2 separate regions of the Rattus norvegicus genome follow, and region 2 is linked to region 1. Evidence: chromatin contacts called from public Hi-C data. All regions are on one chromosome and are shown on one strand. Each heading gives the region's core, a stretch centred on a gene start, on an enhancer-like site or on the middle of the called end of the contact. The rest is flanking DNA. Distances are from core to core; before and after follow the strand shown. Region 1 holds the start of Prtg (protogenin). Region 2 overlaps Prtg (protogenin).

Evidence for each region. Hi-C and Micro-C count contacts between places; a contact is called where the count stands out from the background.
Region 2: a contact with region 1 is called in a Hi-C map of frontal cortex, with 2.4 times the contacts expected there. The contact joins the enhancer-like site here to the promoter of Prtg in region 1. A contact is called at or near these places in 3 of 12 Hi-C or Micro-C datasets (Schwann cells, frontal cortex and prefrontal cortex) and 1 of 1 datasets of contacts at active chromatin or transcription factors (oligodendrocytes).

The regions. Positions count from the first base shown.
Region 1 is chr8:82,427,796-82,431,176 of GRCr8, forward strand. It overlaps Prtg (protogenin), which reads left to right and starts at 1,337. Exons shown (of 20, transcript NM_001037651.2): 1 at 1,337-1,448; 2 at 3,330-3,381. The coding sequence starts at 1,373.
Region 2 is chr8:82,507,275-82,511,071 of GRCr8, forward strand. The region is part of intron 11 of Prtg (protogenin); the gene reads left to right. Among named protein-coding and RNA genes, the nearest start is that of Pygo1, 38 kb to the right of the region's middle. Within about 2 kb of position 1,632, at least 30 of the 93 cell types and tissues checked have an H3K27ac peak or open chromatin away from gene starts, as enhancers often do.

The sequences.
Region 1 (3,381 bases), core at 87-2,586:
CACAGGGTTAAAATGAAATTGCAAAGTAGATTGACTTTTCTTAAATTTTAGGGTAAGTAGTGAGAGAGTCCTAATGGATTTCCAAAACCACACTCCTCTCTCCCACTCCCCCCTCCCCCCACGCAATCCGGAGGATTCCTGGAACTTGCTAAAGGCAGTTAGTGACAAAAGCTAGATTTCCGTCAGCGGCTTTAATTAAAGTTAGCTTTTAGCCTGTGCCCTCGTCATGTGCCAAAGATTTAGATCGGGATTAGCAAACGCTAATCCACGTGTAAAGGCTCTGTAGGCTCCATACGGTAGCCCCCCCTGTTAGCCCGCCCTCTTTAAATGTACGTTTCGACTCCTCTGGGTTATCCTTAATTAATTTCAAGAGCTGTGAACAAATTCCCATCGTTGGTGTCTTCTTTCATCAGCCTAACTTTTAAGCAGGTAACCCACCAAAGTCTGGCCTAGCACAGCAAGCTCTGCACAGCCCCTGATCTCGCTTCTGCTCTCAGAACAGGGCCCTTTCTGCGCTTAGTTCTCACACATTAAAAACTTAATTAACTTGAAGCAGAGTTAAAACGTCTCCCCACTCCCCGAAAGTAACTGCTAATTCTAGGGCTCTCTAAGATGATTTTGAAGCCACGGCTGTATCTGATGAGACCAGAGAAGATAAGAACATTCTCCAAATGTGGGTGGTAGTTGGGGGGTGGGGGTTGTCGCCATAGGATGCCTCCAGGGGCGCTGACAAGCCTCAGAAGTAGGAACTGGGCTTCCCTGAACAGGGCCTGGGCGGGTGAACAAGGCAGGGGGATGGGCAGGGGGCCATCAGGGGAGAAGTCTCCGGCCTTTCCACATCTCTCAACACCATCCCTCCACCCCAACCCCCTCCTCCGTGCAGAATCCTCAACTGGCCCGTAGGAGGGAGAAGGGCCCCGGGGGGCTGGCCGCGGCCAGGAGGATTGGCCTTTGTGGCCCGGTGGCCGGCCGTGGCGCGCAGGCCGAGGGGCGGGGGCTTGACCCCCAGGTGCATTGTCCGGCGGGGCCCTCCCCCTGTCCCCGGGGTCGTCCAGGCGATCTCAGCGTGTCCCTCCGCCAGCAGCTCCGACCTCGCCGTGCGGGGCCCAGGGGCCAGATGTAGAAAGTAGTCCCCGGCCGGCCAGGCTGTCCACTGCGCCGCCCTCTACAGCCTCCCTCCGCCCCCGGCTGGACGCGGCGCGCGTGGTCCCCGCGGCCTGGCGCACTCGCGGGGCTCCGTGCGCCTGCAAGCGGCGCGTCGCCTCGCCACGCCGGAGCAGCGGGTTGCAGCAGGAGCTGCGGGTCCAGGAGAGCAGCGGGAGCAGCGGGCGCGGGCGAACAGCCCGGGAGCATGCCCGCGCAGCCCCGCTGAATGGCGCCTCCCGTGCGCCCGGGGATGCTGCCCCTGCTGCTGTTGCTGCTACTGCCGCCGCTCGGCTCGGTTCCAGGTGGGCGCGCTCCCCATGCGAGTGTGCGCGACCGTGCGCGGGGAGGGGGACGGGCTGGGATGCCCGGGGTGGTGTGACCGGCCAGGATTCTCTCGGGATGCGCGCTCTCAGCGCTCCTCGACCGAGGCCGAGTCTCCCTGGAGCCGCTGTCCACTCGCCCTGCTCATGCCATTGTCCGAGCTGCAGCCAGCTGGGGGCTCCGCGCTGCCTCCCCGGCCGCGGCCGCACGTGGTTTTATTTATATTGTTTCCTGAGTGGCAGACTCGCCACGCAGGGGGGCGCCGCGGTTGCGCGCCGTTTCCAGGGATTGCAGTGGGGTTCCTCCAGGTCTCACCCGGGCCGAGCTGGGCGCTCCGCGTTTCCGCAGCTCCAAACTGGGCAAGAAGATGGGAGGATGAAATTGCAAAGAGAAGGAGCTTGAAAGTTGTATGGCCCATTTGTGTCCCAAGAGAGCCAGGGAGAAAGGTGTCTAGCTAGAACTTACTTTCTGCATGTAGGTCTTTGGGGTTCCGGCTAGAGGTCCCTGAAACCTCCAGATTAACCTTGCACAAACTTGCATGAATTTATTTATTTCCCTTTCTGCAGTTTCTTCAAGGACAGAAAAATGAAAAGTGAATATATTAGGGAAAGGAGGGTCTTTGACGAAAGGGGCTTGAGTTATTCATTTGTAAGTTACAATCAGTGGTTTCTCTTCCTCCTCTTTTCTTTCATTTTTTTTCTTTCTTATCTTTTTTTTTTTTCCTGGAGGAGTTAGTTTCAGTTAGTAAGAGAAAGGATCAAAGTGGGATGCGGCTCAGAAACACAATGGGCGTCTTCCGGAGTAGTGCGTGCTGCACGGGGCTGTTGGGGTAGCCGCCCAGGGCAGACCTTAGGGGAAGTCTGCAGACTCAGACTCTGAGGTTTTCAGGATCAGTCTTGATCAGAAACAAATGAATCATTGCTAGGTATATGTAATCAGGGCCTCGAACTGACCAGAAGAAGTGTTAAAACAAATCTCTCACCAAGACCCCTAATTTTTTATTGGCTCAGTTCAACATGCGACGGCAGGAGGCGACGAATGCTTTATTCTGGGGGACTTTAGGGCTTGTGTATGATTGGATAAAGCATTTCCTCTGCTCTGATAAAAATGTGTATTGGTTGATTAAGCAATCTCCTATCCCTCTTAGACAGTAAGGACCAATTAGTCACGCATTTTTTTCCCCAACAGTTGGTAGCACTAAAACATTGAAATAAAGGTTTCCTAATCCGATCACCCACTGAGTACAAGCGGCGAGTTACCAACTTTTCAAAGTCTATTGTGTGCCCTTTAAATACCTAGCTGGCTTGGCAGAAATGAAGTAAATGGATTTCTTTTTAAGGAGAGGAGACAGCATCCCTGCTGTAAAAGGGCAGATAGGAAAAAAAAAAATGCAAACTTGTAATTTGTCACTAAAGATAAACGTATTTCCCAAAGGAGTAGGTGCCGGGGGTTTCTCCAAAAACACTTCAAGAGACAAGGAAATAAACTCGCTTGTTCACAGAGTTGGGAGTTTTGCTAATGATTTCTTGTAAAATTAGACTTTTATGACCTAACCCTGTTCAAGATCTTTTTGACAAGCTTGTAAAAGTAGCAAAACGACCTGTGCTAGTAGGTTCTGATGATTTTGGGTCTCTGGCGAGAAACCTGAGAACCAAACTTTTAGGCTGCATAAAAGGTATTAGAATCTTCCCGTGTTTTGAGTTGTTGGAAGGGTTTGTGGTTATTAAGGTCCTTGGAAGGTGACCATCATGGCTGGAGAAACTGCCTTCTACCACGAATAGGTGTTTTTACAGTTGTGTGCTAAATTATTTTATACCTGTAATTCTGGATATACCTCTTTTCTCCCTGTTTTTCCTTTGCAGGAGTGTGGAGCTTTAGCGAACTGTTCTTCATGAAAGAACCACAGGACGCAAC
Region 2 (3,797 bases), core at 382-2,881, 80 kb after region 1:
GGGAACTTGGTGGTGTTTGGGAGAAATATAGAGTGAAAACTTCCTACTAAGCCAGCCTGCTACAGTTTGCATTTTGTAGGTTTAAATAAAGTGCAAAAATAGACCGATGATCAGAACTCACAGAACTGGGATTGTTAAAAACCGTTTAGTGGAGAGCTGGCTGTGGTAGTGCACATCTTTAGTTCCAGCACTCAGGAGGCAGAGAGGCAGGGGAATCTCTGTGAGCTCAAGGCCAGCTTAGTCTCCAAAGAGAGTTCCAGGACAGTCTGGGCAGCACAGATATACTTTCTTAAAAAACAAACAAACAAAAACAAAAAATCAAACGTACAAACAAAAAAATTATTCATTTTTTTTCTTTTACTCTTGAGACAAGGTATCAGTTGTGCATCCCAGGCTGGAATCACCATCTCCTGTCCCCAGTGCATGGCCCTAAATGTTTTCTCCTTAAAGTATTTTATTCCTGACTTTTTGTGCTAGTTAGGTGTTTGTTTGTTTTAACTTCAATCTGAGAGGGAAAAAAGCCCTTAATTGAGAAAGTGCTCCCATCAGATTATCAGATTAGCCTGGAGACAGGGCTGAGGCAGCTGTGGCAGGGATGCCTAGCCTAGAAGTTGAAAGTCAGCAGCCCTTTGCCACCCGAGTCCTCTTCCATTTGTGTTGGTTACCCCAGGGTGAAATAGGGAGATTTCTAGCTGCCTCTCAGTGCTTCTCAACAAGCCCATGTAGCCGGCCACCTTGTGTGTGTTTACAATACAGTTTGCAATGCCCAGCCTGGCTGCTCGCCGCTCTCCCCGGTCTGTCCCCAGCCTGACCATCTCTCATTTAACCTCACTACAGCAAACCTGTCCTCCTGCATCACTGGTCCACACTCATCTCCTGGCCCTCTCCTTCCCACGTCTTCTAAGGGGCAGCTTCTCAAATGCCACCTCTCTGATGCCTCTTTGTGCTGAATTAGAATTAGAACTAGTTGTTCCCACTTGTAAATACTGTCCGAGCTTTAGCAAATGACTTTGCATCAGTTAGGCTTATCTTGCATGGTATCTCTTTCTACTGTTGTCACAATTCCTTAATATCTGGTGTTCTAACCTTGCAGACGGTGCTGAGGAGGAAACAGCGACTCCCACAGCAACAGTGCCACTTAGGCCTGAACCCGAATCCCCAGTGCCCAAGCTGTTTCTCTACCCTGCACGTTTGCTGTATAGCAGCCAGCACAAGCCAAGTGTTTTTCTGAATATTTTACAGTATAAACACTTTTAATCCCTTTATAGGTGATACCATGATCCAAATTTATATAGGCTTAATCCTGGACTCGTGTGTGTGTGTGTGTGTGTGTGTGTGTGTGTGTGTGTGTTGCGTACATACACATATGCACAGATACTTGCAGAGACCAAAAAAAAAAAAAAAAAAAAAAAGAAGGAGGGATTGGATCCCCTGGAGCTGGAGTTATGATTGGGAACTACCAATGTGGGTGTTGGATACAAAAGTTTAGGTTCTCTGAAAGAGCAGTGATCTTAACCGCTGAGCCATCTCTCTAGCCCCCAGCCTTTATGTTTTACTCCTTGATAGTTAATTCAGACTGTGGTTTGGTGAAATTTACTCAGCAGCTGAATTCCGTTGGACCTTCTTTCATTGGCCTGTTAAAATCAGTTGGTGTCTGAGTCCCTCCCATTCCAGTACAGAGCCAGCATCACTCTCCTGGTGGACTCACATGCACGCGCCACCTAGTGGTGCTACGAGAAAGTTGCAGGTTTTTCTAATAAAACTGGAGAAAGGCAAGCATTTTAGCGGGGCACGCCACAGTGAAAAAATGGGCATATGGTACCAAAATCTTTAATAGATAATGTAATAATGCAGTTGTTGTTCCAGAGACACAGTCCAGCAGTTAAGAGCTCGCCTGCAGGGTTGGGGATTTGGCTCAGTGGCAGAGCGCTTGCCTAGGAAGCTCAAGGCCCTGGGTTCGGTCCCCAGCTCCGGGGGAAAAAAAAAAAAAAAGAACCAAAAAAAAAAAAAAAAAGGGCTGGGGATTTAGCTCAGTGGTAGAGCGCTTACCTAGGAAGCGCAAGGCCCTGGGTTCGGTCCCCAGCTCCGAAAAAAAGAACCAAAAAAAAAAAAAAAAAAAAAAAAAAGAGCTCGCCTGCATGTCAGAGAATCCAAGTTAGTTTGGCTCCCAGCAACCACGCTGTGTGCTTCACAACCTTACCTGTAACTCCAGCTCTAGGAGAGCTAATACCCACTAATGGTTTCCAAGGATACATGCACAAATCCACTTATACCCATACACAGACACATGAATAAAATAGGATACAAATTAAAGGGGAAAAGAGATGTGTTAGCACTCCATTATTGTTAAGTCATATTTCATTAAGGTGGTATTGGACTGAGTGGAATTAGTCCCACCGAGTACCGGCTTATGACAGTTTTGCTATTGTAGAAACTAGCACTCTATTGGCCTCTGCTTTTCTTCTAACTTGAATACAATTAACTAATTCTAAAATCCGGATATAGCTAACAGATTGGATTAATCTGGGGTCCATCTGCTTGCTGTTTCTAGTGCTAACCCTCAAATGCTTCCCCTCTTATGAAATACTTTGCCTTTCTTTAGTTGGGAACACATCCACTGGCTTGCTTTCCAACTCGTTTATTGTCTTCAGGGCTGTTAAATGAGAGCTGCCATGACTCATTTGGGAGAGTGGGAAAGCCACGCTCTTCCTGTTGACCTTCTTACACTTCTTACTCTTACATGCATGTCAGACACAGCAGGGAACTGTTACCTGCCCTGCGTGCCAGGGAAAGCTGATGAGGGCAGTGAATTGAGCTCAGCTTGAGGATTTGCTCCTTGCTAATTTCCTGCTATCCTGGACTCTGGACCAGCTTTATATAAGCAGATGTCTTCGGTCTTTAAACACCCCGAAAGATGATTTGTGATAAACCGAGCTGAGGCTTTGTGCCCACCCTGTTTCCGTTTGCAGTGCAGGGACCACCTTCTCTCTTTCTTGTCACTTCCCTCACCTAGCAGCAGTAGCAGGCTGTGTGTTCATCAATTCCCAGGGAGTGCAGAGTGTTCTAACAGGCTAATTTCACTTGATAATCATATAATGTCTATCGGTGAGGTCCCCTTGTATCTCCATCTTCCTAGTGGAAATAAGTAAGGTTTAGACGGAGAGGAACTTGCTTGGATCTATATAACTAGTAACTCCTATAGAATGTCTGTGCGTATTTTGTTTCAGTTTGAGTCATGGTCTCACTGTGTGGCCCTGGCCGGCATGGAATGTGCCTTGTAGAGCAGGCTCTCCAGCTTCAGAGTTCTGTCTGCCTCCGCCTCTGCCTCCTGGGTGCTGGGATTAAGTGTGTGCACCACCACATGTACAAGAACGTGGGTTTTTATTTAGTATCTCCTTTGGTGTATTCCCCACGAAAGCAGAAGCTGGCAAGATGGCTCAGTGGTTAAAGCATCTGATGGGAAGACTAACAGCCTGAGTGTGACCCCAGAACCACATGGCTGTTCACCGTGGCATGTGTGCACCTACACATATGTACACATGCACACGAAATAAAACATACAATGTGACAGAATATCTTAAGGAAAAGCAAGGGCTGGAGAAATGACTTAGAGCAGTTAAAGGTACCCGCTGTTCTTCCAGGGAACTCCTAAGTCTGTCCTCCATGTCAGGAGGCTCCCAATGCCTGCAACCCCAGCTCTCGGGGTTCTGACACCCACTTCCTGCCTCCAGTGGTACCTGGCATACACATACAGAGACACACACATGTACATAGATAAAAAGAAATACTAGTATAAA